Regions from separate parts of the Mus musculus genome. Here regions 1, 2, 4, 5 and 6 are each linked to region 3. Evidence: chromatin contacts called from public Hi-C, HiChIP or PLAC-seq, Micro-C and promoter capture Hi-C data. All regions are on one chromosome and are shown on one strand. The core of a region is the stretch at or near the end of the contact, and the rest is flanking DNA. Distances in the headings are between cores, read along the strand shown. Region 1 holds the start of 0610039H22Rik (RIKEN cDNA 0610039H22 gene). Region 2 holds the start of Coil (coilin). Region 3 holds the start of Dynll2 (dynein light chain LC8-type 2). Region 4 holds the start of Scpep1 (serine carboxypeptidase 1). Region 5 has its middle 28 kb from the start of 4930556N13Rik. Region 6 holds the start of C030037D09Rik (RIKEN cDNA C030037D09 gene).

The links. Promoter capture Hi-C pulls out the DNA fragments that hold promoters and counts their contacts. A called contact is a pair of places that touch in the nucleus more often than the background predicts. HiChIP or PLAC-seq counts read pairs in DNA pulled down with a chosen protein or histone mark.
Region 1: a contact with region 3 is called in a Micro-C map of embryonic stem cells, with 2.6 times the contacts expected there. The contact joins the promoter of 0610039H22Rik here to the promoter of Dynll2 in region 3. A contact is called at or near these places in 1 of 484 Hi-C or Micro-C datasets (embryonic stem cells) and 4 of 115 datasets of contacts at active chromatin or transcription factors (embryonic stem cells, large pre-B cells, memory CD8 T cells and 1 more).
Region 2: a promoter capture Hi-C map of pre-B cells shows a contact between it and region 3. The contact joins the promoter of Coil here to the promoter of Dynll2 in region 3. A contact is called at or near these places in 7 of 39 promoter capture datasets (the C10 cell line, the HPC-7 cell line, HPC-7-derived erythroid cells and 4 more), 2 of 484 Hi-C or Micro-C datasets (B cells and cortical neurons), 7 of 115 datasets of contacts at active chromatin or transcription factors (bone marrow-derived dendritic cells, bone marrow-derived macrophages, embryonic forebrain and 4 more) and 3 of 9 other capture datasets (adipose tissue, liver and pancreatic islet).
Region 4: a contact with region 3 is called in a Hi-C map of B cells, with 6 read pairs. The contact joins the promoter of Scpep1 here to the promoter of Dynll2 in region 3. A contact is called at or near these places in 6 of 39 promoter capture datasets (the C10 cell line, cranial neural crest, embryonic stem cells and 2 more), 3 of 484 Hi-C or Micro-C datasets (B cells and cortical neurons), 6 of 115 datasets of contacts at active chromatin or transcription factors (astrocytes, bone marrow-derived dendritic cells, bone marrow-derived macrophages and 3 more) and 3 of 9 other capture datasets (adipose tissue, liver and pancreatic islet).
Region 5: a contact with region 3 is called in an HNF4G HiChIP or PLAC-seq map of pancreatic cancer cells. The contact joins the enhancer-like site here to the promoter of Dynll2 in region 3. A contact is called at or near these places in 2 of 39 promoter capture datasets (cranial neural crest and embryonic stem cells), 1 of 15 datasets of contacts at CTCF or cohesin (embryonic stem cells), 85 of 484 Hi-C or Micro-C datasets (the 63-12 cell line, the AML12 cell line, B cells and 57 more), 21 of 115 datasets of contacts at active chromatin or transcription factors (SST interneurons, astrocytes, bone marrow-derived dendritic cells and 17 more) and 2 of 9 other capture datasets (embryonic stem cells and macrophages).
Region 6: a contact with region 3 is called in a promoter capture Hi-C map of pre-B cells, with 6 times the contacts expected there. The contact joins the promoter of C030037D09Rik here to the promoter of Dynll2 in region 3. A contact is called at or near these places in 13 of 39 promoter capture datasets (the C10 cell line, the HPC-7 cell line, HPC-7-derived erythroid cells and 7 more), 12 of 484 Hi-C or Micro-C datasets (B cells, Th1 cells, adipose-derived mesenchymal stem cells and 8 more), 19 of 115 datasets of contacts at active chromatin or transcription factors (acute myeloid leukemia, astrocytes, bone marrow-derived macrophages and 16 more) and 3 of 9 other capture datasets (adipose tissue, embryonic stem cells and liver).

The regions. Positions count from the first base shown.
Region 1 is chr11:88,617,055-88,621,309 of GRCm38.p6, reverse strand. It overlaps 0610039H22Rik (RIKEN cDNA 0610039H22 gene), which reads right to left and starts at 2,059. Exons shown (of 3, transcript NR_131025.1): 1 at 1,540-2,059; 2 at 46-138. The region is part of intron 5 of Msi2 (musashi RNA-binding protein 2); the gene reads left to right.
Region 2 is chr11:88,971,575-88,975,560 of GRCm38.p6, reverse strand. Coil (coilin) reads right to left here and starts at 1,626. Exons shown (of 7, transcript NM_016706.2): 1 at 1,359-1,626. The coding sequence starts at 1,612. It also overlaps the pseudogene 2210409E12Rik.
Region 3 is chr11:87,985,345-87,989,207 of GRCm38.p6, reverse strand. It overlaps Dynll2 (dynein light chain LC8-type 2), which reads left to right and starts at 1,675. Exons shown (of 3, transcript NM_026556.4): 1 at 1,675-1,965.
Region 4 is chr11:88,954,099-88,958,014 of GRCm38.p6, reverse strand. It overlaps Scpep1 (serine carboxypeptidase 1), which reads left to right and starts at 2,573. Exons shown (of 13, transcript NM_029023.3): 1 at 2,573-2,721. The coding sequence starts at 2,646.
Region 5 is chr11:88,821,933-88,826,202 of GRCm38.p6, reverse strand. No RefSeq gene overlaps it. Among named protein-coding and RNA genes, the nearest start is that of 4930556N13Rik, 28 kb to the left of the region's middle. Within about 2 kb of position 2,977, at least 31 of the 459 cell types and tissues checked have an H3K27ac peak or open chromatin away from gene starts, as enhancers often do. A contact at or near this core is called in the P5424 cell line, embryonic cerebral cortex, ganglionic eminence and 6 more, where this site is marked.
Region 6 is chr11:88,716,802-88,720,450 of GRCm38.p6, reverse strand. C030037D09Rik (RIKEN cDNA C030037D09 gene) reads right to left here and starts at 1,808. Exons shown (of 4, transcript NR_038058.1): 1 at 1,434-1,808; 2 at 1-45. Msi2 (musashi RNA-binding protein 2) reads left to right here and starts at 2,222. Exons shown (of 14, transcript NM_054043.3): 1 at 2,222-2,422; 2 at 2,706-2,746; 3 at 3,080-3,161. The coding sequence starts at 2,361.

The DNA.
Region 1 (4,255 bases), core at 810-3,309, 630 kb before region 3:
TTGCTTAGACACTCTTCACCTTTTTATTGAGGCAGGGTCACTTACTGGTTTGGAACTAGCCAGAGTGTCTGAGCTCCAGGGATCCACCCACCTCTGCCTTCCAATTCTGGGATTACAGTCATGAGCCATCACTCCTAACTTAAAAAAAAAAAAAGCAAATAAATAAAATAAAAAGCTAAATGACAACAATTAAAAAAAACCCCACAGGTTTTGAGGATAGAATTCTTGTGCTTGTAAGACAAGTACTTTACCAACTAAGTTCTTCTCCCTGCCCTAATTAACAATAATAATAACAACAATAATTATTGTTTTGAGATAAGGTCTCTCTATATTTATTCCAGGCTGGCTTTGAACTTGTGACCCTCCTGCCTTAGCCTCTGGAAGGATGAGATTAAGGGAGTATGTTAGTGTATCCTGGTAGGGCCAAGTTTAAAACAGAAGGTTTTCTTTGTACCATGGAACCTTGGCTTGGTCTTTGCTCCATATCATGCTGTCTCAGAGCAAGAATACGGAGGTGATGGGGAGCAAGGATTAGATCATATCTATTTGTTTACTTGCTGCCAAAGAGGAACTGTGAGGATGCTGTGGCAGAACCTGGCCTAATTGCCTGTTGTTTCTTTTTTGCCATGGTGTGGGTGGCTTTTGAAATTCCCTGTAGTTTATGGAGGCGAGCCTGTGCCTTGCGGATGCCAGATGATGTAGCCGAATGGCTGTCGGCTGTTTATTTGCTAGTCTGTCGTTCTCAACACAGCATTCTTGAGTTCGGGAGGCCCTACACTGTTTGATGTCCCCTCCTCCTCCACCTCTAAATATAACCAGCCAGTCAATCAGTCTTGGCAGCCGTCGGGGCTAGGGCTGTCAGACGGAGTTTGCCTTGGATCCTCTGAACTATTGGCTTGTTTTCCCAGCTTGCAAGTGTATTCAAATAGTGAGATTGGAATTAGCCTTGCAAACATGCCGGCAGGTGGGGCCTCCAGGTTGAGAAGGAGGCAGCGTTTGTGGTGTCAAATGACATTTCTCTCTCCTCCACTCTCTGAAGTGGAGCAGGGGCTGAGTTGAGCGAGGGAGTGGTGGCTTTCACGCTTAGTGAGCAAGATGCGTGGGTGTGTTTTCCTGAATTGTGATTAAATTTTTTTTTCTTTTAAATTTTAAGTTGTTGCAAGAGAGAAAATGAGAAACCGGCAGGTGGTGGGGATTACTCGAAGGCTGTGTTGGATGGAGGAGGAGTACAGATGTAGTTTGGGGAGGGGTGTTTTCCCAGGGTATTTCAAGTGGACTCTGAGGCTCCCATCCTGGCCAGGGTTCTAGGTCTTCAGAAAGGACACAGCTTCCTGAACGGGAACAGCCCTTCCTGCTGCTGCCCTGAGGCTATTCCTGTAGGCTAGGAACAGTGTGGCTCCCAGTCCCCCCCCCCCCCCCCGAGGCTTGTTAAAGGGACCTGTGGGTAGCTGCCCGAAGATGCTAAATCCCAACCTGAAAGGCACCAGGGAGAAGCCTTGCACACACATTGCCATCCCTCTCACGCCCAGTTGCTTTTACCTGGAGCTTCATTGAAGGATGCAGTTGCGGTTGTCTGTGGCATGGCCTGGGCACATGGGTCCCTGCACTTCCGCCAACTGTGTGGTACCCTGTAGGCCTGGGCAGCTCTGTGATTGGTGCCAGCAGCAGATGCAATCATCCAATGATGGGCATCCACACTGGGTTCTGTAGGGTTCCGGGTCTTTAGCTGAGTTTAGAGAGGAAGAAGTTAAAGCAGCTCACCCAGGTCCTAGGGGCTCCTGCAGCCCAGAGTTGTCCTATACATGAATCTTCCAGAGGAGTTGCTTTGTGGTCCAGGACCCCTGGTTATCCATGACACCCTTGCATGGGATCTGTAAAGATAATTTTTTTTTCCATAAGAATTCTAAGATCGGTCTTTCATGGATATACAGTGGAATTTTCCAAAGGAAATCTCTACCAAGGATTTCCATCTTGGGCTGCCTCCTGGTCATTTGGTGACATAGTGCTGAATGCTGAGAAAACTTGTCCTAGGTAGGACCTGCTTCGATCCCCTGGTGGACTGTTGGTGTTGGTGCTGGTGTCTTGGGTTAATTTTTTGTGATCGTCGAGGGAGGACACCCCAGAACGTCAACGGGCATCAGTCACCAGCCTTGTTGTTAACTGTGCTTCCTCCTCTGTCACGGGGAGGAGTGTGGGTTCTGAGCAGCTGTGTGCTACAGAGCACTGTAACCCTGAGAGAGGTGGTGACCTCTCTGATCCCCTGCAACCCCTACAAATAGAGCAGGCAAGAAACTGCTGAACAGACAGACATGTGGGCCTCTGCCAGAGAGAGGGGCCCTCCCATTACTGAGTAATTTGTTTTGGGTTAGTCCCCCGAGAGATGGGGGGGGGGCAGGGGCGTGTAGCACCTTCTCAGTTGCTTCTGGCTTTGCAAAGGGACATGATGCAATGCTCACACAAGATGTCAATTAGCTCTGAACTGGGAAGGAAGGGATGAGAGGGCCCAGCCTGTGCCTGGGTAGGGTGCCATTCTGTGAGTTCCTTCATTTCATGTGCTCCTGCGAGCAGAATCTGATACCAAGGATAACAGATGAACAAAAGGGGGGGTACCTTCATTTGTGTCAGGCTGGGCAGGCTTCCTTTCTGGTCTCAATACTGTATCTACAGTGTCCCTAGAGAATGATGGGACTGTGATCTGGAGGGGTTCAGAGGAGAAAGGAGCCAGGGTAACCCTCACCCTCCCTTAACAAGAATAGAAGACAGTAAAGGGCCCCAGAAATAAATAATTGTTAACCAGACTGATTAATCAATAGACTAATTAAAAATCAAACACCTAAGAACACCACGGTCTGGGTTAATTATAAACCAACATTGAGGCGTTAAAACTTGTCCAGCCCATGGCTTTGAATTATTAACTGAATGAGTTAATTTCAAGCCGTCAGCTTAGGTAGCTGTGAGATCCAGGGTTAGAAGGAGGGGAGTTAGTGTGCCCTTTCCTTCGAGGGCCCGCTTTGGCGCCACGATCTTTATCAGTGTTGCTGTTTGCATTTTAAATCAAAATATCCTAAATGTTAGGCAGAGCCTCACACGCTTCAGTAAACTGTGCCGAAGGAGCAGAGCGAGCCAGCAAGAGTTGGCCTACGCTTTTCTTTCCTGTTGAAAGAACGACCGGTCTTAGTATCCCAGCATTCCAGTGGGAGAAAGGGCTCTGATGAATGCTTTCGGTTTGCAGTGATGACCACCCCCCCCCCCCCGCCCCCAATCCTGGCCCCAGCTCTGGCCCTGGCCCCGGCCCCTGTCTTGGTTGCTCTTTAGTGTGTTGGTTGCTCTTTAGTGTATTTTTTTTTCCTCTTTCTGAGATCAAGGTCTAGGCGTGGGTTCTCAGAAGTCTCCCCTGACCACCTGCTCTGATTTGAGACCCCTATAACACTGGGTGATGGTTGAGTACCCTCTCCATGCTTATGAGGGGTTTTAACACAGGTTTTTGTTTTAAAGATTTATTTATGTATATGAGTACACTGTAGCTGTCTTTAGACACATCAGAAGAGGACATCGGATCCCATTAAAGATGGTTGTGAGCTACCATGTGGTTGCTGGGAGTTGAACTTGGGACCTCTGGCAGAGCTCTTGATCACTGAGCTGTCTGGGCCTCAGTGATGTCTCACAATGGAGACACAGGCAGCCAGGCTGTTGATGAAAACAGTATTTCACAGAGGCTTTTGTACAGCGCTTGCTATTTTCTAGAGGTCTTGCAGAACAGCCCTGTTCGAGTGCGCCACAACGGAGCTGCTCTCACACGATGCACGCGGGTAGGCTCGGTAACTTCCCCGAGTGTTGCCGTTTCCTTTCTTAATTTGCTAAATGGGCTTTAAAATGGGAGATAAATGTAAATTTCAGCTCCATAAAATAGTCACTTTCAAATGCTCATGACTCAAATTAATTAATTAAAAAACAGCTTAACGCACCACTCGTGCCTACAAATGCGCTAAGTGCGTAATGTCTGCTTCATTCCTACGGCGGATGGGGTCACATTACAAGTTCCATCGACGAGGGGGAGAACATGCTCGAATCCAGTCTCGACATTTACAGAGCAGAGAGCCTCCTACGGCTTGTTTACTTAGAACATTGACTACTGCTCCTGCCCTCTTCCCAATTACAGAAACATGTGGGAAACTTTGAGAAGCCATCAGTATTAAAAGTAAAATGCCCTTAGTCCCTCCATTTACCATTTCTACACGACCATTCTTAAGGCTTT
Region 2 (3,986 bases), core at 377-2,876, 990 kb before region 3:
GTTTTTTTTTTTTTTTTTTTTTTGGTTTTTCGAGACATGGTTTCTCTGTATAGCCCTGGCTGTCCTGGAACTCACTTTGTAGACCAGGCTGGCCTCGAACTCAGAAATCCACCTGCCTCTGCCTCCCAAGTGCTGGGATTAAAGGCGTGCACCACCACGCCAGGCCTATAATTCCAAATTTAACTCACCGCAGCGGAAGCTTAGAGGTGTGGTTGGAAGTGGTGGGACCATAGACTATATCAGTATGTATGCCAACTGGTATGACCAATCGCATCAGCCCGCCATCTGAGACAACTAAGCCACCTGCCAACTAGTCACACTGTAGTCGCTCCTGGATACTCACTTCAGTGACAACGATTAAATTCTCCTTCTTGTTGTTTTGAGACAGGTTTCTCTACCCAGCCCTCACGAGGGTGGCTTCAAATTCAGAGATCTGCCTGCCTCTGCCTTCTGAGAGTTAGGATACAAGGTGTACGCCACCTCCACTCGGGCCTCTCTCTCTCTCTCTCTCTCTCTCTCTCTCTGTCTCACATTTGTTTCTTTTGTTTTCCAAGACAGGGTTTCTCTGTGTAGCCCTGGCTGTCCTGGAACTCACTCTGCAGACTAGGCTGACCTCAAACTCAGAAATCCACCTGCCTCTGCCTCCCGACTACTGAGAGTAAAGGCGAGCGCCACCACGCCCAGCCTGATTTTACCTTTTTTCTTTTTTAAACAGCTCTCACATATGCCAGGCTGACCTATGTAGCCAAGGATACTTTGAACTCCTGATCCTCCTGTCTGTCTTCACCTCCTCAGTGCAGGGATTCCTGGTTAGCCAGCTGGGAATCAAATCTAGGGCTTTGAGATGCAAGCAGTCAAGCTACTGAAACACACAGCCTTCTGTGTGACACGTGAAACGCATTCCGATACCAATTGGATGGGACCCAATGACACCTGAATGAGACACAGAAATCCACCAGAAGTGGACACTGCCAAGGCGCTAAGGTGGGCCATTCCATACATTACTCAGAAAACATCTCTGCTTCCTGCCTGCAAGTGCAGCCCAGAGAAGGCGGGTCTGTGGCATATTTGCGCCATGCACACTGCACACAGAGCCTGGCAGAGTGAGTACTGGCCCTGCTCTTGAGCACCGGAGCTGCTCCAAGTTTAGTCCCCCTGAAATGAGAAGCGTCCCGGGGAACCCGGGGAAGGATGCTCCATCCTGGGCTGGACCACTCAGGATCTCGCGAACCTGCCTTTCCGCAGCTGGCTAGCTCGCTACCCGGATCCTGCATCCTGCGGTCCAGCAAGCGCCCCCCACCCGCACCCGCACCCCGAGCCGCGCGCCCCCACCCCCACCCCCGCGCGCTCCCGCGCACCTGAGGCTGTCGTTGTCTCTCACCAGGCGCGCGCTCTCGGCAGGGGGCAGCAGCCCCCCTTCCAGATAGAGGCCCAGGAGCGCCCCGGAACTGAAGCCGAAGCGCTGGCGGATGAGACTGATGAGATCCGTGACAACTCGACATCTGTTCAGGTCCACCAGAAGCCAGAAGACCGTGCAGTGTGGAGTGGCCGGCGGCGGGTAGTCAAATTGAAGCCGTAGCCTAACCGTCTCGGAGGCTGCCATCTTGCTCATGCTCGACGGAAGCCGAGAGGTTCCAAGGGCTTTCGCAGCGGCGTGGTCCGGCGGCCCGCCCCCAGCAGCAGCTAGCGTGCGCCGCCTGGGGGCGCAAGTAGGTCTGTAAGGCTCCCCTCGCGAGCTCCCCATTCTTTCTCAGGGCTGAACATACATGCAAGTTGACTGTCAGGATAGCTGCTACGATATCGGTTCGTGTAATTAAACAGAAACAAACCAAAAATCTATAAAATTAATAAGCAGCAAGCCTGACTCGAACCCCTGTAATAGGTTTTTACTTTTCTACCAAAAAGGTCAGGAAAGCACCAAATTGTGGTGCGTGTCCAAGCAGAAAATGAGACATTCTCGTGATGCGAGACTTAAAGTTCTCATAAGACTGTTTAAAACTCACACACACACGTCCTTGGGGGCCTCAGGGAGTTCAGTGTGTCCTCTGTCCCTGACCAGATCAAGTGCTTTCCTCATCTTGAGGCAGAACAGTATTCTGAAAGTGTTGACGGTCCAGAGAGTCAGAAAGCTAAATAAATAGGAAGATTTTCTTTAAAAGATTTATTTATTATATATAAGTTACACTGTAGTTGTCTTCAGACACTCCAGGTGGTGCCTAGGTACCCAGAGAAGACACTCAGGAACCACACCATTCACTCCAGAGCCTGCTGTTCCCGACCAGTCCTGCCTGTAGCAGGCCCTATCATCCCAGAGGGAATCATCCCCTACGGACGCCCTGTTCTAGCTTTGTTCCTTTCTCCTCAGGGATGGCTGCTGCTGGCTGCTGGCTGCTGGCCACCTCCAGTCGAGAGGTAGAATACAGTATGACGCGAGAGCAGTATTTGTGCTTTTAGGGTTATTTAATATTTATTTTAAAAGACAGCCAATTTATTTATTTATTTTCAACTAGAGAATGGGTCTCTAGGTCTCTAGGAATTGGCTGTGGGGCCCTCACTGCACATCTTGTTCCTTAGCACTGTTTCCAGAATCCTTCCTCACGTCTGGAAGAGGTGGAGGAAAAGATTAGGGGTGGATCTCCAGGCCTTCAAAGACATCTCCTGTTCTGAAGGCCAGGCCCACTGTGGCTGGGGTCTCTGGCCTTGCTACCTGAAAAGTGAAGCCACATTCCCTCAGAGTTTTCATCTCATCAAGGAGCTGGTTGTCCTTGAACAGCAGCTGCTCCTCAGGAGGCCTCTTCATGATGCCCTCAATGATGCGCTTGAGCTCCCACACCGTGCTTGACTCCTTGGCATCAGTGAAGATGGTGGTCTTCTTGTGTCGGATCACAAGAAACACAAACAACCCTGTGTCTGCTTGTGACTCCATGCACCTCACTGGACCTGAGAAGTGTCAACAACAGACTTTAAGTCTTTTCATTGCTCTGGGGCTGAGTTTCTCTGACCCTGACAGGAAAGGCTGGTTTCAATTGGATATCTGCACCTGCAGGAGGCCTCTTAGGGTGTTGTTAATCTGAATTCATTAGTCTAATGCTGGTCTTTGCCCCACCTTATGCATATTGCAGAGGGCTGAGGCCTTCTGGATTATTTCTAGGAATAAACAAAACAGATTCTAGGAACACCTACCCTATAATCCCTTTCCAAATGCCCTTGCTTACCACAGTTAAGACATCTGACAGTTTGATTTTTTTTCTTAAGACTTTTAGAATTTACTATCAGATTAGCATCATAAATGTGAGATCCAATATCTCTAATCTATTCTATTGGTGCTGATGGTGCCTAATCATCCTTTTGCATTCTGAACTAGCGTTTTCAAAAGCCAAGGATTCAATTAATATTTTTCTGACTTCTCTTTACAACTGAAGTCAATCTTTGCAAAAATCAGGGAAGGCTGCTTTGGGGCCTTGTGTATTTTAAGGAAAAGACTCACACCTTTCTTGGTTCTTCAACCTCATCTCAAGCATTAAAAAGCTGCTAAATGACATAGCATCAAAATGTGATCATCAAATTCAAGCTGCCTTTCTAAATCTTTGTTGTTGTTGTTGTTGTTTGTTGTTGTTTTGTTTTGTTTTTTCAAGACAGGGTTTCTCTGTGTAGCCCTGGCTGTCCTGGAACTCACTTTGTAGACCAGGCTGGCCTCGAACTCAGAAATCCTCCTGCCTCTGCCTCGAGAGTGCTGGAATTAAAGGCGTGCGCCACCATGCCAGGCTGAGGTTGGTTTTCTAATAAGCTTGAGCCAGCCCCTTTCAGTTTCATCATGTGACTGGCAGAGTGGCAAGTTCTTTCCTAAATTCCTCAATCTGTGTCTCACTGGTTTTCCTAGGTCTTTCTAAGGGTTTTTTAAATTTCTGAAGTCTGTGTCCAAGTATTTTTCTTATTCTCCTTTTCAGTCTAATTTTCCTGCTTCTGCTTGGATCTTATCAATCCAG
Region 3 (3,863 bases), core at 426-2,925:
CACATCAGGAAGGAAGCAAGTAGAGTGTGTGCTTCCACTTGTTCCCTCCGTTAGATGTCCTTGGGCAATGGACATCTTGTATACAATCTTATATCGTAGTTGTGACCTTCAGATCTTAGAAGCTAATGAAGGCTGGGGAAAGAGGATATTAGCTCTTTCTCCAAGAACTTCCTAAGAGTTTTCTCCACAAGAACTCTACAATCTGTCCTCTCACCCCTCCCCACATGTGCCCCACCCCTCATTCATTAACACAGGCTGACATCAGAATACCCCCTGGATGAAGGGATACCCCAGGCCTAGCTTGGCTGAGTCCCTTACTGGAAAAAGACAGAGCTATGGAATGGAGAAGCCTGAGGGGACAGTTTTCCAAGTTGTCCTGGACACATAATGAACACTAAATTATGATACTCCCAAACAGGGCAGGCTAAGGCCAGGACTAGTCTGACTTCTCATGGTTTAGGTGAGGGGAGAGAAAGAGGTGAACACAGGAGCTATGCTAGGCAATTTCCTAACGTCCACCGAGGCCAGAATATTTGACCTCCCACTGAAGATTTTAGATAGCCCCTTTGTGAATGAAAGCTTAGGAAGAAAAATCCCGATGTTTTTTCTGTAACACCACACACACACACACACACACACACACACACACACACACACACACACACACACACACACCAATGTTTGCTTCCTGAACTTTAAAGGCTGCCATCCATGTGTGGTCTAAAGGAGCTGACCTGGCAAGGGGTCTGAATCTGTGTTTGTCTACACTTTGTTTTTTGTCTTGTTGAGACAGGGTTTCTCTGTGTAGCCCTGGCTGTCCTGGAACTCACTCTGTAGACCGGGCTGCTGTCTCAGAGATCTGCCTGCCTCAGTCTTCCAAGTGCTGAGATTAAAGGAGTGTGACACCTCCCCCCAGTGTGTTGTCTATATTTGAGGGCTATGGGTGAAGTCGTTTTTTAAAAGATACCTCACAGCTCATACAGGAGTCCCCGAGAAATGGTTCGCACCTCTATCCCCCAAAGGCCATACCCGAACGGTAGAGGCTGTACCTCCGGTATTTTTGATGATAGTGTACTTAGGGTTCCAGCTATGGATAGGCAGAAAGGTCTCAAGATTCGTGAACAAAGGTTGAGTTAGAAGCAAAAGCGAATGTGAAAGCAGGGGCGCGGGGGGGGGGGGGTCTTGAGGACTGTTGCCTTTATTTCACCATGGGGCTTGACAGTTCTCTCAAGTGTCGCCAGCCTAGGGAAATGAATTTTCCTCTGTCCCTGGTGATTTCTAATACCCTATCCTGCCTCTTTCCAAAGTTGGGACCCTTCTCTCCTGAGTCTGAAATCTCCATCCCTCCATTCTTTTTTCCTTGGCACTGGACTCTCCACGCCTCTCTCCCTTTTCCTTTCTGGGCGGAATGTATTCCTCCCGAGTCAGGCCTCTCCGGGCCTGGGCAGACAGGGTATGCGTCCTCTTTTCTCCTCCTAAGGCCACGGCTCCCTCCCCCCACCTTCTCCAGCTCCCCTTCCCCACCCCCTCCTCCGCCCCGAGGCATTGTGGGACGAAACAAGATGTGGAGCGAGAGCGGCGCGGGGAGAAGCCCGCAGTGCGGGGCCGGGCGGGCGCAGCCAATGGGGAGCGCGGACGGCGGCGCGCGCGGCAGGGGGGCGGGGGCGGGGCTCTATTTCAGGGCCGCGCGTCGGCCGCGCTCAGCGGCGGAGCGGAGCGGACGGCGAGGTATCAGCCGAGACAGGCGGTCGGCCGGGTGGCACGAGGCGGAGCGCGGGCGTCCGGGGAAGCTCGGAGGGCGACCAGCAGTGCGAGCGCTCGGCCCCGGGGCTGCGGGAGCAGGGGGATACCGCGGCGGCAGCGGCTGCTGCTGCAGGACGAGCCCAGGGGACACCGCCCCTGCTCGAGCTTTGCTTCAGCCCAGCGCTGCTCCCCAGGGGCCTGTGCGGACTCGCCTGCGTGACGGTGAGCTGGGGCCCCGGGGGGCAGCCCTCGCTCGACTCGGCCCAGGCTCTGGAGACCCTCGTGCCCTGGCTGGAGGCCCCGCAGCCCCGGGGAGGGGAGCCAGCCGTGGTGCACGGAGGCCTCTCCGGTCCGGGGAGCGCGGGCAGCCAGTGCGGGTTCGGGCTCGACGCGGCTCCTCCCGCCGCCACCCTTCGGGGCGTCCTTCCTGCAGCGAGGTCGCCGGGTCACTCCGGCGCCTCTCCAGGCCTGGCGGGGGAGGGCGGAGGACCGGCTTGCGGCCTGCGGATCCGGAGGGCGGCGGGGAGGTGGATGCTTTCTCATTTCCCAGGTGCTGCCCTTCGGGGGTCCCTGCCCGCTAGAGGAAAAGATGGTGGGGGCGGTGTTTTGGGACGAGGGGTTACGGTCCCTTTGGAAATCCGAAACGAGGCAATAACGTTTGTACGTGTTAAAGAATGGTGCAGGGCGGTCCGTGTCATTTGGAGGCTTAGCCCCCCCCCCCTTTTTTTTCTTTTTTTGTCGCAAGACCAGGGACAGAGGTTGAGAACTGTCCTGGAGTGCTCCTTTTGCGTTTTTCACAGGAGCTCCTGGCTCGTGACTCAGGAAGCTGGCTTGGGGCCCTTTGGCCATCCTTTTATCTGGAGGCCCAGCTCCGCCCCCTCCCCCCACCTCCCTAGGAAAGGATCGCTGGGCGTCTGGCTCCCTAGCCTTTTCTCACTGGTACCTTGGATAGGGGTTGCCAGGGCTGGGCCTCACCTTTCTGCGACGCCTGAGGGGCCAAGGGTGAAGAATCGTGGCATTGTAGTCACAAGACCAGCATTATGTAATCGTAGGCTCTCTCTGTTAGAGAGTAAGATAGCTTTTAATTACTGTGACAAAGTTGATCCTTCGGACTTTGGGGAGGAGGCGGTGAAGCAGGTGAGCTTTTTTGGCAAAATGGTGCCAGTTTCATACTTCGTTGTCTGTAGCCAGGCTCCACCCCCAACCTCTGGATTTGTAAACACTGCCCCCTTCTGAGTGGGAACCTGGAATAGGCCACCAGGTGACATTGTTTTTTTTTTTTTTTTTTTCTTCTAGAAAGGTCTCATCACATCAGCCTTTTTCTCTTCCCAAGCCTCGTGGAGGTTGTTCCTTTTCTCTCATTTCAGCCATTATTTTTTAAACATGATTGGCTGCCCAAGGTCACAGAGCTAGTCGGCCTTGAATAGGCATCACTCGACCTTTCCTTCAACACCACAGACTCCTTGGCTCCATATTTTCTCTGGGGTAGGGGGCATCTTAGCTAAACACTGGCCAGTGTCGCTTCCGTGGAAGAAGCTTTGCTTCATTTGACAGTGTCAGACCAAGGTGCCTGGCCTGGAAGTTGTCACAAATACATTGTGTGTGTTAGACGGACTGGGTTCTTTTCATCTCCGTGGGTAGTGTGCACATAGATAAGGAGCAGCTTGGAATGATCCCAGCAGTCTTGCCTTGAGCAGTCAGAAACCCGTCCGTCCCCATTGGGCTGGGGACAACCAGTGTTGCTTTTGGAGCTGAGGTGAGGGGGATCAGTACTGCCGTGAGTGATGAGAGCGGGCAGGGGTGGGTTTCTGTAGCTTGTTTCTTTGGATGTAAGGTAGCTCACATGACTGTAGGCTGCAGAAGGGTCCATGTGGGTCAGTCTCCGAAGTCAGGTTGCTTGCTGTACGGTGAATGCCACAGCCCAGGAAGCATGGCTATGAAATAAGGCTATAAAAATATTAAGCTCTTTCTTAGTCTTAGGTCAGTGTTGTGGACCTCCTCCATCTCCTCTGTTTTGATTGTTTGGAACATGGTCTTATTGTAGCTGAGGTTGGCTTTAAATGCCTGATCTTCCTTCCTGCCTCTACCTTCCAAGTGCTAGAATTTCAGGTGCGAATCAC
Region 4 (3,916 bases), core at 1,324-3,823, 970 kb before region 3:
AACCAGATGGATACAAATTAGCTATATCTTTCCAAAAAAATACCCCACAATGGCTTCCCTTCTAAGCACAAAGGGACAGGAGCAAGAAACCCAGTGACTTTGAGGGGAAACACTCCAGAGAACCCTAGTGTCCAAGCAGGAATGGCTGACATCTCAGTGGCTGGAAGATGTTCTTCCTGCCAATTCTAAGGTCCAATGCCAGGCGTGTTGGCACACGCCTTTAATCCCAGCACCTGGGAGGCAGAGGCAGGCGGATTTCTGAGTTCGAGTCCAGCCTGGTCTACAAAGTGAGTTCCAGGACAGCCAGGGCTATACAGAGAAACCCTGTCTCAAAAAAACAACCAACCAACCAACCAACCAAAAAAAAAAAAAACAAAAAACAAAAAACAAAAAAAACAAAAAGAACCCCAAATAAACAAACAAACAAAAAAGCTAATCTTTTCTATATTTTATTATGAAAAAATCCAAACATAGAAAATTTGAACTTTTTTGCTGCAAAACACTCTGTGGCTCATAGTCTACCACTAATATCAAACTACAATACTTTATTTTTATCTATTCATGTATTCATTCTTTCTCTTGAGATGGAGGTCTTGCTCTGCAGCCCAGGTTAGAGAAAAACCTCATGGAAATTCTTTAGCTGCAGGCTTCTGAGAACAAGGCACATAGTACAGCCTCTGGTGGTTAAGTGTGTTTGGCTCTGATCATAAAGAACATGGAAAGCTGGGCGTGGTGGCGCATGCCTTTAATCCCAGCACTCGGCAGGCAGAGGCAGGCGGATTTCTGAGTTCGAGGCCAGCCTGGTCTACAGAGTGAGTTCCAGGACAGCCAGGGCTATATAGAGAAACCCAGTCTTGAAAAAAAAAACAAAAAACAAAAAACAAAAACAAAACCAAAAAAAAGGCTAGATTTTTCAGGCATTTGGCCCCACTCATGTTGGAGCAGGAGAAAAGTAGACAGCAGACTCCCACTTCTCTGCAGCCCTGCCCTCAGTGGCAACGTAGGACACAGGATACGCACTACACTTTCTAGAAGCTATAAAATCTACAGGTTGCAAAGAAAAACATTTCTGCTGATGCATAGGAGGCATGGGGGAGGATAAAAACCTGAGTCAGGGACACATTCTTTGTTCTTGCTTTCTTTTGTGAGTTTGTTATCTTAAAACAAAGTTTGCAGAGACAAAAGTCACTTCCAGGTAGCTCTTGCTGTTGCTTGGCTCTGTGAGGTGACTCAGTACCCCTAAAATATTCCGTAAAATAAAAATTTATCTTCAGACAGACATATCATACACACACACCTCTGCAGTCCATGTTTTCTTCAAATTCCTCTCCACAAGCCCTTGATACCTTCTTTTAAATAACTGCTTTGAAGATAGTATATCACACACAGTGATGTTGACCATGCTATCAAGAGAGAAAAAGTCCACTTTTTTTTTGCTGTGTTTAAAATACATAACCAAAAGTTATAGGATCTATATAGTAATTTTTTATGAATTACTAGTATATTAATGACACATGTGATTTGATAATAATATTTTCGATTCACTTTATCTATGTGAGCGTTTTGCCTGCAGGCTTATATATGCATCATATGTATGCTTGAGGAAGTGCCAGATCCCCTGGATCATGAGATGTGGAGTTCTGAATCTGTACGCCACCATGTGGGTCTTGGGAACCAAACTTGGGTCCTTTGGAAGAGCAACAATGCCCTTAACCCCTGAGCCACCACTTCAAAGTAATGGGTTTCTGAAAATAGAATCTAGACTCTTTCTTTCTCTCTTCTTTTCTTTCTTTCTTTCTTTCTTTCTTTCTCTCTCTCTCTCTCTCTCTCTCTCTCTCTCTCTCTCTTTTTCTTTCTTTCTTTCTGTTTTTTTTTTTTTTTTTTTTTTTTTTTTTTTTTGAGACAGGGTTTCTCTGTGTAGCCCTGGCTGTCCTTGAACTCACTCTGTAAACCAGGCTGGCTTGGAACTCAGAAATCCACCTGACTTTGCCTCCCAAGAGCTGAAATTAAAGGTGTGCGCCACCACTGCCCAGCTCTAGTCTTAAAAGACCTGCTGGTTCGTGCTTTAATCTGACTTCATCTTTTCAGATGCAATTTTTTAAAATTCTAGGCCTGAGACTATGGAGATGGCTCAGTAATTTAAGAGCACTTGTTGGTTTTCCAGAGGACTCAAATTCAGTTCCCAGCATCTGCACCGGCCACTCAAAAAGCCCTGTAACCCTAGCTCCAGAGAAACCCACTCCTTCTGCATAAACCCACACATGTGGCATATACATTCATACACACATATGCACATAAAATAATAAAAACAAGTCTTAAAAGATAAAACATAAGCCTTTTGTCGGAGAAGACAAACACGGGCCGGGCTGAGGGGATGGTGGTTATCCAGTTGTAGTTTTCTCAATTCTTCCCTACTTAGTAACCAAGGTCAGATGACATATTAACTGCCTCCTTTGTAGCACCTCCCTCGAGAGCCCTTTGTAGGAGGTCCTGGGTGGGTCCGACCGGCAGAGGGAGCGCGGAATCCTTAGGAGTGTCAGGGCCCACTTAGGCTCCGCCCCTGACTCCGCCCAGTCCCCGCGCAAGCCGTCACGCGATGGCCTTTGGCTCCTGCCTGTTGCTGATGTTGCGGCGGGGTTTTCATCATGGAGCTCTCGCGGCGGATCTGTCTCGTGCGACTGTGGCTGCTGCTCCTATCGTTCTTACTGGGCTTCAGCGCGGGTAGGTTCGTGAGAAAGACGCACCAACGGTGGGTGCCTCCTTCTCGAATTTGTTGATGCGTTCGCGTTTTTCTTTTTCTTTTTTTTAAAACACATTTCTTTCTCCCGCTTCTTCCCTTGAGAAATTTATATTGTTTCTGAACCTCTTAATTTTTATTTGTGTCTTAATTCAAAGTGCCTTTTCCTGCCCCTTCCTGATGCAGGGTGATTCCTGGAGATGGAAGTGTTTGTACAGAAACGTATGGTTTCAGGAAATTGCTGATGAGTGAGACTTCACGGTCTAAAGGCCACCTCCCCTTTCTCCTGTGGTTAGCTGCCTAGTGACGTTTTAGGGTCATTTGATTGAGCTGAGATTGGAGGCCAAAGAGACCTCTACAAATCCTTGCTTTGAAACAAAGCCTGCCACCTCTGCTGGTTTAGAAGAGACAAAATATCAGCTGACTGCTCTGGCCTATTTTTGGGCAAAAAAGAATTTTGTTTTGTGGAATGACTTGCAAATTGGCACATTTTCTTTCTTTCTTTTCTTCTCGTTTTTTTCCTTTTTTTCTTTTTGTTTGTTTTTCCAGACAGGTTTTTTTCTGTGTAGCCTTGGCTGTCCTGGAACTCTCTCCATAGACTAGGCTGGCCTCGGACTCTTACCTACCAAGTGTCTGGATTAACTCTCACTTTATTAAAGGAAAAAAATATATTTTGTCTTGCCTCCATGTCTGTCTGTGTACTACTTGTATGCCTGGTGCTCTGAGAAGTCAGAAGAGGGCTTTGGATCTCAGGAAAGCGAAGGTACAGAAGTTGTGAGCTGCCATGTGAATTCTGGGAATTAAACCCAGGTCCTCTGGAAGAGCAAGACAGTGAGAAAGTGATCTTACCAGCTGAGCCATCTTTCCAGCCTTTTAATTTAATTTCTTTCTTTCTTTCTTTCTTTTTTAATTTGTTTTGTGAGTGTCAAAGGGTGTGTGTGTGTGTGTGTAGTCAGAGGACAACACGGAGAAGTCAGTTTTTCTATGATGTAGCTCCCTGTGACTGAACTAAGGGTGCCAGGCTTGGTGGCCACTGTCTTTTATCTCCTGAGTCATCTCACCACCCCTGATTTTCAGTCTTTTTTTTTTTTTCAAAGATTTATTTATTTTATGTATATGAGTACACTGTAGCTGTGCAGATAGTTGTGAGCCATCGTGTGGTTGTTGGGAATTGAACTC
Region 5 (4,270 bases), core at 1,728-4,227, 840 kb before region 3:
CTGACATCTGGTGGAGACAGACGGCATTGGAGAAACCCCCGGTGCTCTGGGCAAGGATGGCTGATACTTCCTCCCTGAGCTGGGATGGAGTTCTTGTCTTTCTCCGGGCTTCCTGGCAGGATGACAGGGAAGGCGTTGTGACTGCTCCTGTGGGTTTCTGCACCAAGTGCCTGCATGAGTATGCCAAACCTGCTAAGGGCTACAAAGCTGAGACAGGTCCAGAGCCTTCAGGAAGTACTCTGTGGAAGTGTGCCGATGAGTCTATAACAGATGGCACATGCCTAAGGGGGGGCCTTCCCCACTTTTCTATGGGGTCCTGGAACCTCTTGGGAGGGAGCGACTAGGCTCACAATAGGCTGAACCTGGCCTTGAACCTGTGTCTTCTGGTATCCACGCTCCCTGCTCTCTCTGGGTGCTTGGGAGCCTAAATTCCCGAGTAACTTGGGCCACATAAGCACAAGCCACTGCACCTGGATATTGATCTTCATTTTAATCACTCGGAGTCTGTTCCTTTGTTCATCAAAGGTTGAGGTCCTTCCCAGGGCTTCGATGGTCCACACTGGTTGTGTATTAACACTTAACTTGAAATCGGCCAAATTGAGCAGACTTAACTGGTCTGAGATGAAGTTATTCACTAAGAGATGATTAAACATTATTACCATTTGGGGGCTGGAGAGCTTGTTTAGCCGTAAAGAATGCTGCTCTTTTGGAGGACTAGAGTCAGGTTCTTAGCATCTACGCTGGGCAGCTAACAACTGCCTGTAACCCCAAACTACAGAAGGGTTGATGCTTCTGGCCCCTGTGGCTACTCACATGCACATATACATACAGACACACAGAATAAAAAATCCGTATTTTAAAAGATTAGTATTTGGGGGTGTGCATGTGCTACATACATAGCTCAGTAAAGTTACTGCTTGTACAAGTGTGAGAATCTCGACCTCAGAATCCACATAAAAAAATCAGTGGTTAAGATCATGTGCTCTTGGAGAGGCCCTGGGTTCAGTTCCCAGTGCTCACATCGGGTGGCTCTTAGCCACCTGGAAGTCAGTTCCAGGGGATCTGACGTCTCTGGCCCCGGAGGACACAGCACTCATATGCACTATTACCTTTAGGATATTACCTCCCCATTGTTACCTTTAGATCATAATAAGTGCAAGGGAGTCTGGAGAGTAGAATGTGATGCCTTCTCAAATATGCACATATCCCAGATGACCTTCAAAAGGTGAGCATAGGATGGATCTTGGGTCCCAGAGTTCCCCTGTGCCCTGTTCAGTCTAGTTTAGTTTCCAATATCAGATCTCATGTAGCCTATGCTGCTGGCTTTGAGTTCCCCATGTCAGTGGTGATCTTGGACTTCTGATCTTTCCATCTTCACAAGTGCTCAGAGCACAGCCATTTACCACCATGCCCAGCTACACAGGGCCACGGGCCAAATTTAGGTCTTCTTCCATGGTAGGCAAGTTCTCTACTAACCAAACCACATTCCTGGCTCCTCCTTTGCCACAAAAGTGATCATTTATGTAGATGGGTATTTTATTTTGCCTGCGAGCATAATCTGTGTATCTCGTGCCTGCCTGGTGCTTGAAGAAGTCAGAAGAGGGAGTCAGGACCCCTGGAACTGGGTTCCAGATGCTTGGCAGCTGCCATGTACGTTCTGGGAACTCAAACCTGGACCCCTTGGGAGAACGGCCAGTGATGCTTTGAACCACTGTGGCACCTCTGCAGCCCCGCCCCTTTGATGTTTAACGGGAGGCTAATGAGCATGCATTGTCACGAGTCTGAGTATGGCTCAGATTGTTTCTGTTGGATAGTGCTAGGTAGGGAACAGGGTTCTGAGGTCACCGCCCTGCAGGCTGTCTCACAGTAGAGGCTCAAGCGTTTGCTACAATTTATTTATAATGCTTGCAAGTGGCTGGGCCCAGGCCCACTGAACCAGAGATTCTTAAGAATGGGACTTTGAAACCTACATTTTTTTTTCAATCCTGGGGTGGGGCAAATACAGGCCTTCACGCGTGTTCTATCGCTAGGCTACATCGCCAGCCCTTTTTACATTTTTATTTTGAGACAGTTTTCCAAGCTGGCCTTAAACTCAAGCCATAGTCCAGGTAGCTGAGGCAGGCCTTGAACTTGTGACCCTGTCTTTTCCTTTTTCTCTGAGTTTTAAAATAGAAGAATAACCGTAAACAGCTTTCTTCTTCCCTTCCTTCTCTTCCTTCTCCATCATCCCTCTTTTTTTTTTTTTTTTTTTTTTTTTTTTTTTGAGACAAGGTTTTTCTGTGTATCCTGGAACTTGCTCTGTAGACCAGGCTAGCCTCAAACTCACAGAGGTCCACCTGCCTCTGCTCCCCTGGTGCTGGAATTAAAGTTGTCCGTCAGCACCCCCTGGTTGACTTTGAGCTTTCAACCTTCCCATTTCGATCTCCCAACTGCCAGGCTGGGATTACAGGTGTGACCACTATATCCAGTTCAGGTCATGCTGGAGAGAGAACCTAGGGTTCCGAGTGTGCTCTGATAAGTTCTCCCCAACAGCCACGTCCTCAGGGTTGTCCAGTTACTTCTAAAGTGGTGTGCTTCCCCCTGGGTTGAGACAACATGGAATCCTTGGGTCCTGGTTTGGGGTTAGAGCTAATTATTGTGTGATCTGGGTGATGGCCTGCTGTCTGCCATGTGTGCAGTGTTGTGCCTTAGGTCAGATGTATCTGGGGGACAGTTATCAAAATCAGGGTGTGCAGTTTCGTTTCAAAACACCCAGTTTCCTGTTTCATTTCATCCATATTCGGCAGGGCATAGTTTGTAATGGTCTTATTCAGAGGGTGGAAAGAGAGCATTTAAACAGTAAAAGGCCCACCTTAAGAAGTAGAGTCGTAAAAGAGAATGGTTTTTGAAGTGTTTAAAGGAGTGGAATGAAGTCTTGTGCACTCCACAGGGCAGACTGCTGCTATTGTGGTCTATGTCCACTAGATGGCACCACAGCACAAGCTACTACGGGTATCCCCTCCCTTTGCCTCATCCCAGAAAACAGGTTCTCCAAGCACTTGTCTCAGTATTAAACTTAACAGGAATGCAAATCCCCAGCTCATACCCGAGACTTACTGACCGAGAACCGTGTAGCACTTTGTCCACGTAGTTTAGATGCAGACTTAAGTTTGAGAGCCACTGTCCTAGAATCAACCTTGGGGTAGCTTGGGAAGATACCTGTAGTACGCCAAAAGCGCTTGCTGGGGAGGGAATGAGGAGGTGCGTGGGGGGCGGGGCGGGGTGAGGAGGGGAGGGAGGGTGGAAGACAGTCAATGGTGCAGGTATATTTAGTGCCAAGGAGCTGCTCCAAAATCAGAGAGCTGATATGGACTAGGGGGCAAGACTGGATTTCTCCCAAGTCGGGGAAGTAGAGGAGAGAAAAGAGGGCTCTTCAAAGAGATCCCCTCCCTTAGGGCGCCAGATCATGGGCTAGGAGCTGAATCATAGGCTGAGTTCTCTGCCGGGAGCCCCAGGGCAGCTGTGTCCTCATTGTGGCTGTTCATCTCAGCCTGTTCTGAAATTTCACCAACCTACTACTGTGTTAATGGATTGAAATCTTGCAACCCTCCCAAGACGACCCAGGAAAATGGATGCTAAGAATCAAAAAGAAGCTTGAGACGGGGTGGGAAAATCACTAGTGAATTAAAACCTTATTTTTGTCTTTTCGATCCTATCTGTACCCTCAGGGAAGGCCAGTGCAGAATGAATTCATCTCTCTCTCTCTTTTTTTTTTTTTACACAAAAATTCCTTTTGCAGGTCGCAGCTGAGGCTTCACAGGGGCGACATACCATGCAAATATGTATTTTTTTTTCAGTTATGATGTATACAGTTTTTAGTTTGATTTATTTTTGGTGTCAGAAACAAAATGGAAGTTAGCTCTTTAAAAATGAGTGTGGCTGGCTGAATAAATAAATAATATGCTCTTGGCCAGTACCTGCCAGTACCTCCTTAATTGCCCATTGATTCTTTAATTCTCTGCCTTTCACCATCTACGAAATTAAGAGGCCACAGAGCATGGAGATGTCTTTTGCCAAACAACTAAAAGAATCAGAGGTTTTCGAAGGTCTGGTTCTTCCTGGGGGGCTTTTACCTAGCATTGAGGGGCACAAGTTACCCAAGGATGGAAGCCTGGTGTCCTGCTTGGACCCTTCCCAGGCTTCTGTACCGTCACTTGGCTTTCCAGCCACAAACATGTACTGTGTCCACTCTGGCGGGCCACCAGTGGCAGCAGGGACCCGGTTGTCCCTC
Region 6 (3,649 bases), core at 559-3,058, 730 kb before region 3:
CAGTTTGTTCAAGTCTCCATCAGGAAGGTAGCCACTGACTTCTGCCTATCGAGGAACAACAAACAGCACACTACAGAGTCAAAGGGCACTGAACCATGGCCAGAGCCCCTTTTAGGTATTAACTGGTTGGGGTGGGAAGGCGGCCTGACAGCCTGGCACCTTTGGGACTCCCATATTCAAGGAAGGAGCCGGGTAAAGAAAGGCCTTTCTAGCTCTGATGATCTGTGGTTCTGCGGTAAAAATCCAAAATATAATCCAATTAGCTGTGTTGCCTGTACTTTGTGATTGAGAATAATCGCAAAAAAACAATTACCATCATAAAAACATGCAGCTCTTTAACACATGGGAACCCAGATGATTCAAAAATCAGTTTGTTTGGAGTGTTGGGAAACAGCAGGGTTTGTGGTCTGAAGTCTTATGAAGTGCCTTCTAAAAATCATATTCACAATTTATAATAAACACAGTCCATGTAAGTACACAATTTTAAAAAGGGACTTTGACATTGTTACATTGTTCACTACAAATGCTCCGCCCATCCATGCTGTCAGAGAGGCACTACCCCAGTTTAGGGGACAGAGAGATTGACAGTCTGACCACTCAAAAGCTTTGGCTGTGTTGAGATTTTTCCAAATGTCTCCAAACCCACAATGGACACGGCATAGTTTTGGTGATGAGTGAATTCCATTGTCTCCTAATCCTATGAAAATTAATGGGAAAGTGTTAATTGTGCATCAATGCATGCTTAACATTAACCCAGGGATTTGATGAACCACAACTTTATGTTGCCCCTCATGCCATATTAACTTGGTTTATTGTAATAATTTAAAACAATAAGGATAATTGTATCCGTACTGTTTTAAATACTCCATAAATTGAATACAGCCTGAATCTGGCCAGCCTGGAATACGAAGTGTGCGATTCCCCCGGGAAGCTACAGTCACCAATCCTTTGGAGTTTACACTTTGCCAGGGGAGAAAGGGAACTTTTACCAAACACCTACTAAGTGTCAGAATCTGTGAGGCTCCTAGTTCCAAAAACTAGGGGTAAGGTGCTTTGTTATCTCCAAGACCTACCGCAGGTCTTGGGAGATAGAGAGCCATTTCACTCCTGGCGCTTACACTCTTTACAGAGGAAGCCCTAGTAACTTTAAACATAAATAAATTAGATAACGGATGAATGGTCGAGGGATTTTCTGAAATAAGCACCTATCTTAACCACCCTCGGGATACTCCCAAACTGCTACTCAATCTCCATGAACATTTGCTTTGAACCCCAATCATTTGACCTTGACCCCTACAAGCCCACTTTATTATATTTTCAAATCGCGGTCTGAGTAAGGCGCAAGCCCTGTCTGGTTGCTTCCTCGCCCCCTGTTATCTATCGCGTCAGTTTCTCAAAGTTCCGAAATAACCTTCGCGGGCACGGCTCCGTACCTCTGGCGGGGAAGGGCGGGGAGCCGTGCAGGACGTGCCAGTGTGGAGCGGGAGCCAGAGAACTTGCCGCGCGAAGGGAAAATAAAACTTGTGGCTGGTGTTCGTGCAGGAGGGTCTCCTCCATCCGCAAGCCCCCCAGATCCCGGGGTTCTCGAGGACTGCCCTGGGAGCGCAGGGTGTGGGTGTGCTCCCGGCGTCCTTGACCTAAATTTCCGCGCGGTGGCTGGAAACGGGGGCACAGAGGCAGGGAGGGCGGCGGGTGCCACCTCCGAATCGGGCGCAGGGCCCCAGGAACTTGAATGAATAGTCCGAACTAGGGGGGCCCGGGGGCGCTGCCGCCTCCCGGCCCAGCGAACAGCCCGGGCCGAGCTCCCCGCGCCTCCCCCTCCCCCACACCCAGCCCATGTGATCTGAGCCGACTCGGGGTGCGCTTCCCGTCTCCCCGCCTGCTTGGCGTGGCCAACCCCCCCACTCGAGTCGCGGGGCTCGCGCGCCGCCCCTGATGGGTCCCGCTGCCGCGGGGGGCCGAGCGTGTGCGCGCGCGGACAGGCGGGGGACCGAACGGGGTGCGTGACGTCACCGCATTGGTTACACGACGTTCTAGAACTCCGCCCCACGTGCGCGGGGAGGAGGGGGAGGAGGAGGAGGAGATGGGGGTGGGGAGGAGGAGGGGGAGAGGTGGGGATGGGCCGGGGGGGCGGGGACGGGGGGTGTGCGAGGCGGCGGGGCTGAGCTGAGCCGAGCCCACGTGTGACGGGCTCTCGCCGCTGGCCCGGCTCGGCGCTCGCGGAGCTTCGCAGCCGCCGGGCGGGGGGAGGAGGCGGGGGAGGAGGGACGGAGATCTGGGGCTCGGAGCCGGCCGCCGCTGCGCTCCGCTTCGCTGTGGGGCTCGGTGTGTCGGGGGTGGGGGGGCGGGGGGGCTCCGCTATGGAGGCAAATGGGAGCCCAGGCACCTCGGGCAGCGCCAACGACTCCCAGCACGACCCCGGGTAAGTTTCCAGCCGCTGCCCACCGCGCCGCCGCGGGCTCGTTCGGGGCTGTGCGGGCGACGGTGCGGAGCGGGGCATTCGCGCGCCCCCCGCGCCCCCGCGCGCACCCTTGGGGCACTCGCGCACCTTGGGGTGGCGTGGGGCCGCCACCTTCTCCCCCAGCCCACCTCCAGGCTCGCGCTCGCCCGCTCCCCCCCAGCTTTCCTTTTAGCTTTTGTAAGTTACACGTCAAAATGGCCGATCTGACATCGGTGCTCACTTCGGTTATGTTTTCTCCCTCTAGTAAAATGTTTATCGGTGGACTGAGCTGGCAGACCTCACCAGGTAAGGGAGGGAGGGGGGGACGCCTGGGTCCCCCCCTTCTTGGCTTCTTTATTGCTCTTTGTTATCCCAGTGTAAGAGCCCCCCCACCCCGCCATTGGCTCCCCACTTCTCCTGTGCAAGGTTATTTTTTTAAATAGCAAATCCTTTCCGAGCCCTCTACGCGACCTCTGTTGCTGAATTTCCCCCTCGTGTGCAAAAATATTGCAAAAACAAAACAGAATAACAACAGAAAACTACTTTTGCTTTTTGTCCTTGATCAAAAAATTGCATTGCTCCCCCCTCCACACCTTCTCCCACCCCCCCATCTCTCTCTCTCTCCCTCTCTCTCTACAGATAGCCTTAGAGACTATTTTAGCAAATTTGGAGAAATTAGAGAATGTATGGTCATGAGAGATCCCACAACGAAACGCTCCAGGTAACGCATTCCCTTCTCGATTTTGCCTTTATTTTAGAACAAAGTTTTAGTTTTATTTTTGGAGGTGTCTTCGGAAGTAGCTAAGCGGATTTAGAATGGGGCTCAGGCGCGTGGCTGGTTGGAACGTCGCTCCCCCCCCCCATAACCCCAAAGGTTATTGTTAATTAGGGCCGAACTCTGGATTCAGAGACGCCCATCTCTCCCGCTTGAAGTCATTTTCCTGTCGCTTCTTGTTCTCTTGTTTAAAATGACATTCAGTTCACCCACTTTCCACATAGTTTTTTTTTTTTTTTTAATTTAAAAATTTGAATGTATGCCTTCTGCACACTCCCAAACTCTGAAGTCCCCTCTTTGGGAGGTGAATGAATATCTTAGTGTCCGTTTTCCTTCGGAATAAAACAAAGCCTTAAGAAAGGGAAGAGGAGGAGAGGAAACTGAGGCGGCCAGAGTGGAGACACCAGCATTTTCCAAGTTACCTCCAGCCGCCC